Linked DNA regions of Gasterosteus aculeatus: region 2 is linked to region 1. A link is a contact called in public Hi-C data. All regions are on one chromosome and are shown on one strand. The core of a region is the stretch at or near the end of the contact, and the rest is flanking DNA. Distances in the headings are between cores, read along the strand shown.

What was found. A called contact is a pair of places that touch in the nucleus more often than the background predicts.
Region 2: a Hi-C map of whole body shows a contact between it and region 1, with 7 times the contacts expected there. The contact joins two enhancer-like sites. A contact is called at or near these places in 3 of 6 Hi-C or Micro-C datasets (skeletal muscle, tail fin and whole body).

The regions. Positions count from the first base shown.
Region 1 is chrX:9,718,777-9,724,425 of fGasAcu3.hap1.1, reverse strand. All of the region lies in intron 1 of LOC120808763 (FERM domain-containing protein 4A), which reads right to left. Among protein-coding and RNA genes, the nearest start is that of LOC120808763, 23 kb to the right of the region's middle. Within about 2 kb of position 2,830, at least 3 of the 9 cell types and tissues checked have open chromatin away from gene starts, as enhancers often do.
Region 2 is chrX:9,762,218-9,767,859 of fGasAcu3.hap1.1, reverse strand. It overlaps LOC120808763 (FERM domain-containing protein 4A), which reads right to left. Exons shown (of 24, transcript XM_078082645.1): 5 at 3,682-3,766; 6 at 1,711-1,767; 7 at 1,088-1,110. Among protein-coding and RNA genes, the nearest start is that of trnam-cau, 15 kb to the left of the region's middle. Within about 2 kb of position 4,284, at least 2 of the 9 cell types and tissues checked have open chromatin away from gene starts, as enhancers often do.

The DNA of each region.
Region 1 (5,649 bases), core at 1,581-4,080:
GGTCATACATGATCGTACTCCCAGGGGACGATACTGGGACACTGGGAAAAAAGGAGGAAACATGCAAACATCATTTGTACGTGTGTGTGTGTGTGTGTGTGTGTGTGTGTGTGTGTGTGTGTGTGTGTGAGTGTGTGTGTCTCGGTGCTTTTATAACAGGGAATTTCTGGTGCAGTCCTATATGTTGATTATTTACTATAGAATGTAGTTTGCACTAATTCGAAGGGTTTAAAATACCAATTACACTTGTGCAATGATATTAAAAATGATTGTTAAATGATTAAATGATTATTAAACAAATATGTTTTACATTAGACTAGAAAAACAATTCAAGCATTTGACACGGGGGGGGGGGGGGGGGGTTAACAACTGAACATTTTCCTACACTGCTCACACTAGCCAAAAGTGTTGTTGCTTAGTTCCCCTGAAATTAGTGTGAGTCTCGTTTATCTGCATGGAGCTGTGCTTATAAGCCTCCTAAAACTTCATTATGCTCCCTCTGGAATGCAAACCACAAACCAACAAAGTATGCGCACAAACAAATGCAAACGTATGAAGAGGTTGCACCTGTCCACATCGTTTCACCCACACACACACACACACACACACACACACACACACACACACACACACACACTCATGCTTGCATTTTCCTTGCTTTTCTAATGAGCTCATTCTGCAACCCACAGCACACATGTCTGGCTTCTCCCAGGAGTGCAGTAACACAAGCCAGACGGTGGCAGCTCCACCTCTTGCTGCAGGCATGGGACTAAGCTGCTTGTTACTGTACAGATGGGCTCAGCGCGTCTGACAGGTGAACCAATCCCCAACGCTGGTCAAACGTCTCAGGCAGATTGTCATTGTTAACGAGCGGACGAGGGGGAGAAGGAGCCCTCGGGGTTCGGGGAGAGACGGGCGTAATTTGAGGAGATCATTTTCACCTCCTGGTGTTACTCCAGGTCAGCCCTCTCGTCACTGTGACGGTAACGTGTCCCGTCCCAGCAGTGCAGTCTGTGTCTGTGTGCTTTTCCAGGGGTTGGTTTTGGAGTGTCGACGCTCAGCTGGTGCTCTGCATGATTCCCCGGGGAAAACATTAAGAGACCTAATGTCTAAAGTGGGCTGACAGACGAGGGGGGGGGGGGGGGGGGGGCATGCTGACCCCCTGGGGCTACATCCTCCGCTGGAGTCTGCTGCTAGACAGAGCAGTCACCTCCCGGCCGTCTCTTGCCTTTTGTCCTCGCTACACCGCTTCACCTTCACAGCATTCATAAGAAAAGAGAGAGAGAGGCTGTGACAGGCAGGCTGTGATCAGTCCCAGGTCTCCCTCCAAGCCAAGGTCCCGTCCCTTGGTATTAGGACTTATTAACATTCTGCCTGCGTCATCGCCATGGGAACAGAGGAGCACCTGAAGCTACGGAGGGGAAAGGAGGCAGGAAAAGGGCTGAATATTGGGCGCATGAAAAATGAAAGACTGGGGGAAGAGGAGGAGGCGGATTTATTGGGTTGAAGCCTATGTGATAGCCCCCCCCAGTAGACAGCGGGGGTGATGGGACGGCAACTCGGTCACTGACAAATCTCATTATTAATCAAGTGCGGCCTTTAACATATGCTTCCTTCCCTCAATCTTTGTCCCCAGCTGTCCTCCCCTTACCCCTTCTTGTCATTTTCTCTGTCTTGATTTCACTTCCTTTCCCTGCTCTTTGTCTTTTACCCACTCACGCGCCCCCCCCCCCCCCCCCCCCCCCCTCTTGGACAGCAGGAGGAGCAGGATGAGGTCATTAATTATACACAACACCATTCCCTGGTCACCTCACACACAAACCCACTCGCTCCTCCTTCCCCACCTGGTCCCCTCCACGAAAACACTGATGTCTCTCGGAAAGCTGTGATGACGAATGCGGGGAACGGTGGAGTTGTCCAATAAAGCTCTGTGTTTACTGGGGCCCAAAGGCCAGCTCACACACACACACACACACACACACACACACACACACACACACACACACAGCCAGGCAGCAGACCACTGCTCATTAGAGACCCGAAGGTCTCTGGTTATTGGCTCCATACATCAGACAGAGACATGGTGAGGAGGAGGAGGCAAGTCGCAAATCTAAAGCAATGTCTGGAGTTCTTCTTCAACGGCGCTGACCTTCTCAATAAGCACTCATTGCTGTGGAGGGATTCTTCTCGCCCACACTTTCCTGAAGGAGCTACGGGAAGGAGTACGTGCACCACTTCAAACATAAGGCCCCGGGTGGCCTGCTCTTCTTCAGTTAGCAACTCAACTGGACGTCCATGTCCTCAGCCTCGAGCTGTAAGCAAAGGGAATCGCATCACACAGCGCGCTCTGGTGGCCAGGCAATGAAATGCAGCACACTGGTGAGAAACTCAGAGGAAAAAGGGTCATGAATGGATGAAATAACGCAAACACCGCATGAAAAGGTTTTTTGGAGGAGATCAAAAGTATCTATGAGAGTTCCAAAACCTGCAATGACACCTGGGTTCATGTGCAGCGACAATGTAACCGTCGTACAGCAAAGTAATACGACTACAGTTTCACCGATAAACATAAATAGTTGGTCCAAACACCAAAGAGAAACTAAAGGATACTGCAACAAACCGGTTATCACAGCACTGGATTGTTGATCATGTCGACGGTAATAATTTCTAACGCTGTTTTTCTGAAGCAGTATCATTATTATGAAACCGCTTGTGTTCAAGGCCATCAAACATAATAATTACCCAACATCAAACTTCAGGAATGGCAGGTCTGCATTCCATGATTCATTTAATAAAAGGGGTCGGCCTTCACTCTATCATCTACCATGACGCATGGGGCCCTCCCTTACTTTTGTTAAAGCCACGCGCAAGTGTCGACATGTAGCTTAAAATGCGTGCTGTCTGTGGGAAAAGCAGTTTGTGTTTAAAACGGTTTCCAAGTTTGTGTTGTGAGAGCTGTTTGGAGCTCAACGTAAGGCGTGTGATACAATTTGTATCACCAAATGCAATTGTTTCAGCTCCTGTTTTTATTAAATCTGTTAATGTTCACATCTACATCAAGAAACGAACAAACTAAAGCAGGATGTGAGAGATCCAGTCAAAAGTGAATGTGCAAACAAGGTACACTGCAAATAACAACAGCTGTTGCCCAAAAACTCAACACATCCACATACAAACACCTCTGGGCACATATTAATGGCCTTATCTGCAATGGCAGATGCTCACATCTGTTCAGAATAAAACAAACACGTGTACATGCGCACACACAAGCACACACAAGGTTGAGTTATAAATCTGACACACGTCAAACCTAATTGTTTTAACAAGCAGTAATGAGAGTTTGGAGGGTCAGCGAGACACTTAGGATGATGTAAGTATTCCTTGGAGGATGGATGAGCATCAATCTGGCAACCTTGATTTCATATTTGGATTTAATTCAGCGCTGTGGCAGCTGTCTACACTTGGGAGAGAGATAATAGGATACCTGGCAACCACTGCAGAGTGTTCCTAACTAGAAAAATCAAAAATCTGACACGTGGTACCAAGCAGGATAAGTTTAGAATTACTGAATATCAGTGGTGTTAAATGATATGACCCGCAAAGACATACGTATTTACTAAAATAATTGTCGCAGTGCTGCCTTTTTGTTTCTGAGAAGCACAAGTGGGATCACAGGAGCCAGATGGGATCGGCAAACTGCCCCTTTGGCGACACGGACCAATGCTTCTGAAAATCAAGTGCTGGAAATCAAGAACGGCTCTAAAAGAATCACCTCCCCACTCCAATCATGTGTCCAATCATCCCGGCACCTTCAACCATCACTGTCTCTCATTCTATCGCCGACTTATATCCATCAATTCATCCTGTCTGCAGCTCTGAAGACGCTGGCTGCAGCCTTGCTGCTGGGAGGCTGTCGTGCCTCCTACTTCAACGAGGCTGTCTGGCTGCAGAATATCGGTCCATATATACGTGAGGCTGTGCATGTAGATGTTATGGAGCATGCAAATTGACCAGTGTGCATGCACGTGTTTAGAGGATATGCACTGTTAGTGTGTGTGTGTAAAGTGCTCAATGTCTTTGTCTCCTTGAGCATGTTTGTAGGTGAATCATGAATCATACATTAGCGCGCTGGAGCATAAAAAGTGCATATGTAAATTTTGTTCATGCTCCGTGCACTTTGTACTGAAATTACTAAAATGGGAAAAAAGGGGATGGATGCTCCAATTAAGTACGCAGAGTAAGAGCTATAAAATCTACTATGGTTTGGTCACGAAATGTTGCTTCACCTTGTGCTGTCCTTAAGAACTGAACTGATCTTTGACAAGAACGAAATAATATTATTAATATCATTACGGTCACAGCTTGTTTTGAATGGATAAATAGTATTTTTTTCATTTAATTTGTGTTTGTTCTTCTTTTGTCCCCGTGTGCTGCCGACCGTGATGCTAATAACTCCCTCTGTTAGCCTGAGGAGTGTTAAGACCTCCGACACACAACAGTCTGCCAACTAGCAGCTTCCCCGGGAGGCACACGGAGCTCCATGTGGTCGCCCCCTGAATGTGTGCCCCCTGCCAACCGGTAGCAGCTATCAGCGCAGGTACAAACATGTGATCTTTTGTGGCTTTCTATCTGTTACTTTGACGATTAGGCTCAAAGGGCCAATAGCCAGAATCATTGGGAGCCAGAGTTTGAACCTGAGTGCCTGCGGTGCTGGGAAGTAATTTTCCTCAAAAGCCCCGGCACTTTAAGCTGCATTTGTATTTGTAATAACTCCAGTATTCCTGCCAGCGTTTGAATAGGTCAGAGCTGATCCATTGCAGTTGCTGCTACTGAGAACATCTGTGTGTGTTAAATGTTGAGTTGTTTTACGGCCCTTTTCTTTCCGGTGATGCGGCTCAACACCTTCAGGAATAATGTCCTACAATTCATGCCGTTCTTTTGCCTCTGTCGTTACTTCCTCTCTCCCCTCAGGTCAGTGTTGACACCACTCAAGTCCTTAGTGAGCCTAAGTCATATTTCAGAGACTGCTGCGAGCTTCTTTATCGCTCATGTAAAGAGGTAACAGCTCAGAGCCCGGGGATGATGTATCGAGATGGAGGAAGAAGGAAGGAATCGGCTACAAATGGTGGGTCTCCGGTAGGTGTTGAGAGGAAAAGGCCACGATAAAGAGCGGCGGATATGCCTGAGTGAGTGTGACGCGAGAAGATATGAGATCATAGGGCGAGAAGAAGAAAGAAACTCCCATTTCCTCGGTTAATGTGTATGCACGGGAACTGCCTAAAAATGTCTCTCCGGTGTAGATGTCTACTGATTGGGTGATGCATGGTACCTGTTCAATCCAGGGTCACCTTTTGTCACAGGGGTGACACTACCAATCCTCTGCTCGTTCATCAAAGGCGTGTGCGTGTGTGTGTGTGTGTGTGTGTGTGTGTGTGTGTGTGTGTGCAGGTTTGTGAATACATTCCAATAGAGAAACGTGTAATTGCCCTTCTGATTGTCCAAAGGCTAAAAGCAGAAGAGCGAAAGCTCTCTTGGGACCATTCTATGCTATTAAACAGATAAAGTTAATATACATAATAGAACTGCTTCAAGCTATTTAATCTAAAGTCCATTGTTCTAACACTAACACACGAACGCAGGTTAATTTAA
Region 2 (5,642 bases), core at 3,035-5,534, 42 kb before region 1:
TCCATGACAAAAACTGGACGTTGTTTATCTCAGAACAGCTGCAGAGACACTCGGAGTAGGAAACAGGAGAGAAAAGACAGAAACAAAAACAGACACACAAGATAAATAAAGACGGATAAAAAAAAAGAGATAAAATTGTGATGGAGGACAAGCCTGCTGCAAAGGCAGAGTAAACCAGAAGCGGGAGGTCTCAGTACCCCCACTCTGACACCCGAGCCTCTCTCCAGCCTCCACCAAGGCCTCGGAGGACTGAGGGAAGCCCCGTGAACATGGCAACCGAGGAGCTGAAGCCCTGCTCTGGTGAACGGCGGTGTTACTCCACTTATTTTATAAAACTAATATCTAAAGAGCCAATACTTTTGGCAGTAAAGAGCAATGGTGCAGTGTGTAGTAAGGTGCAGAGAGAAGGGAGGTGTGTGTGTGTGTGTGTGCGTGTGTGGAACAAATAGGGTAAGGAAAAGGGGGAGGAGGGAGAATGGAATGTCTCCAGAGTGTGTCACATTCCAGCCCTCCGCGGGATGTTGTGTTTATTTATTCCTTTCACCGGCGGAAATGAGGTCAGACGTGGCGGCAGCTGTAGTCTGTTATCTGTGCTACGGCGAGCGGATGAAGTGGAATACTACACTACGGCCGCCGTCACACTCCGCTACAACTGAACTGGTACAACTGAGGAGTGGAACATGGCTCACCGGAACCCGCATAGGATTTAAAAGCTTCATGGCAACGCAGTTTAGCTGTTGGAAGTTTAGACACTGACACTTCTTACGTGTTTCTGGTGGTATTTGCATTTATTACGTCTCAGGGGGGCGAATAGTATCTTAAATTGGGAGGAAGTCACTCCCAACACAGACCCTCTGTCATTCATCACACACACACACACAGTATGTAAACACACATGCACAAACACAAATACAATCCTTTGTAATGCTTTCTTCATGAATGGCAGTACAGTCTGAAATGAAGATGTAAATCGGTTCTCGCTGATGCACAAGGGAGCAGAGGAGAGGACAGACAAATGACATCACTTCGATTATTTATCCCCCTTAGGAATCGACTAGTTACCATTACTAGTTACTTATGAGCTTACCTGGTGAAATCTCCTTTAGCCTCCTGTGAAGCAGAAAGGGAAAAAGAGAAGTGAGCGAAGACAGTGAATACATAAATGGAAAAGAGAACACAGGGATTATAAAACATGTGATTATGTTCTGTTTGCATTGGTGAAAGTCGGGTCTACTGTGCTGGAATCAGAGAGAAACACTAAACCGTCTACAGTAAAACCTCTGAAGGCCTGCAGAGCAGATACCTGATACTGTGCATCTGCACCTGCATACAGAACACACACACACACACACAGACAAACCACTCAGCTCAGTCTATGTGTAACGTGACCCCGCAGTATCGCGATTAACGGACTGACCAACCCTGAGAAAGGGATCGGAGAGAGAATAAGCTAAGAATAAGTATAAGCTCTTCCCCTCTGTTATTCATTAGCACTGACTGCACAAAGAATTCTGCTACCAACAAAGACAGTTGAGTTTTTTTAGGATTTGTCACTGCGGATTACTGACGGTTTGATGACTGCATTAGAGAATATGTGTTGAATAATTGGGAATTAAAATCATAACACATTTTAGGGGAACACTTTCATTACCGGCTGCATGTGCTAGCGGCGAAAAACAGACATCCACACGCACACACAATTAACCTTACTTGTAGGATAAAGGAAGCCAGTTCGAAGACAACATCACTGTCCACTTCAATGAGCTCCTGCAGGACAACGGAGAGGACAGGGGTCATGAATGACACATGCTCATACCGCTGGCAGCCAGTAGAGAAATAAAACACAAACTGTGCGGATGTAAATGGACGCGCCTGATCATCCTCCATTTACACAAGATGGGTTGCTGGTTCCTTTCATCCCCTCTATTCTCCCGTCTCCCCTCTCTAATTTCACAACCTCTTCATGTGGACGGAGCGCAGAGATTAGAGGCAAACGCAGAGGGTTGGGGGGGTTAAGGTAGGAGTTGATGCCCAAAGGTGCTTTTAATTGTACTAGTTTCATTTTTGTTAAAAGTAAAGCAATGGAGAATCTTTAAGTAAACCATCGTTGGTGGTGTTTTTTTTAGATTTTAGTGCACATTGCTCTCTATTTGTGTGTGTGTGTGTGTGTGTGTGTGTACATATACATGACATGTGTGTTGAGGGGGAGAAGGATACGGGTTAGTGGGCAGTGAGTAGTGGGTCAAGTATGCCAGGAATGTTCCCTTTACAAGCCACCATTTAATTGGTCGGGAGATCAGACGGCCGGGATGAAACACTAGACACAAACCCACCCTGAGTGCACCACCCAGCAAGGTTATTGTACTGTATGAGAATGTTTTTCACTTCTTATACAAAGACTGACAGCAGAATGTGACTATATATCCTGATCTACTTTTGAACTTCTGAGAACTTTCAACATGTTCTCTGTTTCTTTGCACTCTTCTTGTTTGCTCCTCTGGTCAGCGTTAAGCTGAAGTTCTTATTAGGAGGACGTGATGAATGAGCGGAGAGGGTTGTGATATCTTCTTCAAGGACGTTGTTAAGTGAGCTACCGGAGGGGCTTCGGTTTGTGGGACAGTCTCTACCAGACTGCTTGGTTTCATAGCCTCTGTCTTCCTGTTGGGACACTACAGTGTGACCGTTTCTCGCAAGTGGAACAACTAGGCTTAAACTGGACTGAATTTAGGTTTGCTTTACTATATTATATATATATATATATATATATATATATATATATATATATATATAATACAAGCCTGTATATAATGCACTACACAGAACACGCATCCCACAAACTTTTAACAGATTCAAAACGCCAACGCACTGTATATAACTCTAGGATTTGGCTGGGATGAAGCTCACCACCACGGTCAACAGCACTACTCTGAAGTCTCTCAGTTTGCTCTGGAGCTTCGGCTGGCTCGCTGTTTTACCTCAGGCCTCACACGCCCTCTTCTGGTCATACGAGAGAACTGCCGTGCACGGATGTCAATGCACGTTCCGTACACTAAGGTTTATACTAATGTTACTGTATTTATACGCATAGATATACGTTGCATCCACAGGGGTGGCAGGTAGACTAATGATAAGTAAACCAACTAGAAGCTGTTGTGGCGTAATTATTGAAACCACTAACAAATGAAGCTAAACTATTGACCACGTCTGTGTGTGGTTTCAAGTGGTTTTTGCTTTTTGCGAGCGATGTGCAAGCAATATTTTGAGAAAATGTATTATATTGTATTAATTGTATTAATATATTGTATTATAAATGTATTATATTTTTGTAGAGTTTTCACAGAGAGGGACCTGATTTCAGAACTTTTAGCAATTGCAATACACTGTAAACAGATGTGTTGCGACAGTGACAGATGGCAGCAAGTGTGTCAAATGATTCGCTCAGTGCTGGAATGCGGTGCAGCACATAACGTGATGGGTAACAGCTGATGCTGCCGGTTCACGCACGTTTTCTGCTTCACCAAATCAATGTAGAGACCGATGTAAGTCCAGTCAGGCCTATTCATTTAGAAAAATGAAATGGGCTAATGAAGCGGGATGCTTCCAACCGCATAATCACACAAACGCAAACCAGCGTTGACAGTATAAGTACTATATATAATGGGGACAAAATAATGAGTTTACCTTGTAGATGATTGATTTGGCATTAAGGAAAAACAGCTCAATAGTGGCATTGTCCTTCAGGTAAGATATACTCTCTATGTAGAACCTGAAGAGAGCAGGAGAACACATTTCAATCAGGAAAGGGGACAAATACATTAGTTGACCTTAAGTTCTATGAAAAACAGTGAGGTTTATCGTGTATATGTTCATCATGAATTCAAATAACACACTGATAATACAGGAGAATGAGTCAAACATGAAGGACAGAAATAATGCAATGACAAAAGTAACCAGAGGGGGGCGCTTCATACCAAAAACTGATCCCAAAAACCAACATCCTTTCACTTCCCATTAAACCAATTCCCTCTCTCACCAGGGTGGCTGGCAATGATCCATTATTAGTTTGTTAGTGTGAGCACATTCCACAACATGAACACACACACACACACACACACACACACACACACAGATTGAATGTGCACGTGATGCACTTCACACATGGTTTGCCTCCCTGCATCATCAGCAGTGCGTCGTGATTCCACAGGCACAATCCTTACACACTGGAGAGAGAAGCACAGTAACCCACTTCTGGCAGAGCGTCGAGGAGGAAGCGAACATAATAATGCCTCCTAAATTTAGCTCATGAATGCATGCTGAGCGGGAGGGGAGCTACCGATGGTGCGCTAGGAGGCTGCTCATCTCTGTGGGAAATGTACATCAAAACATGAACACGTTAAAAACCACGAGTGAGTGTGTAAAATGGGACCTGAGCACATATTCCTGGGAACACACGTGACTAAATGTGTTGATTTGTGTGCTTTGTAGGGATTGGAGGAGGATCAATATCGGGGTGGCGTAAATCGCGTTACCAATTGAGCCGCAGGAGGGAAGGATTGGAGCCTTGTCGATATTCAGTGGGAACATTTAATTAAAGCCACAGCGTTGATGAGCCAGCACAGCAGCAAGCGTGCAAAAAGGCACCCACTGAATCAGCAGTAGGTGGGCATCTGCTTAGCATTCATTGGGGAACTAAAGCATAACACAAACACCACATACGCATGCAAATACATGACGTGCATGCACCTGCACATGAAGACACGCGCCCACACACACACACACAAATAAAGATTGAGCTCATGACAAAAATTTAAAATTGATCATAGATTCAGGCTTGACATTTGGGCTGACAGTTGTTCCATTATATTCCTGAATCTGCACACGTGTGTACGGGCGTCCTAGAAATAGGGTTGGATGTGCGCGCGCGCGTGTGTGTGTGTGTGTAGGCAGAGGTGTGACATTTGGATAGATTGAGGTTAGCAATTAGACTGAACTGCGAGCAAAAAACGGTGTCAAAGTTCACAGTCACCGCACACCCAACATTACATCCTCAAACCCCTATTAGTCTATGTAAATAAACACACAGAGACTCCCACCCAGAGCATCGCGTGACTCCAGATAAAGAGGAATGCTCACCGCGAGGGTCAACGTAGCTTGAGTATATAGTGCGTTTGGCCAATATGGCAGTAAAACACCAATCTGCACATCTTTTGAATGTATCACAATGCACAATAACACCAGTGTTTATTAAAAGCGGGTGAACAATAAGTCTATTTGCTAACAATCAGATTTTGCTTTACAGTCACCGCTTTGTGTCACGACGGGTTGTGTCATGAATGTCGCCCTGGAAGTGAGTACTCGATGACATTGTGTAGCAGCGTTAATGTGCGTCAACGTTGCTATGTTTGCTCCTAACCGAGGCTCAGTCCCTCGGGTACATTTGACATCATAGAGATGTGTGAGGGCCGCAGCACAACAGTGGTCCCAAAACAAAGGCCTGGCTTTCCCTTCCGGGCTCTAATTGAATGTGTGGGTGTGTGTATTTGTGTGTGTGTGTGTGTGTGTGTGAGAGAGTGCTAGTATTTTGGGAGAGTGGTTTGAGAAGTGCAGTGCATTTTGCTTTGAGATTAAAAAAAGATTGGAAA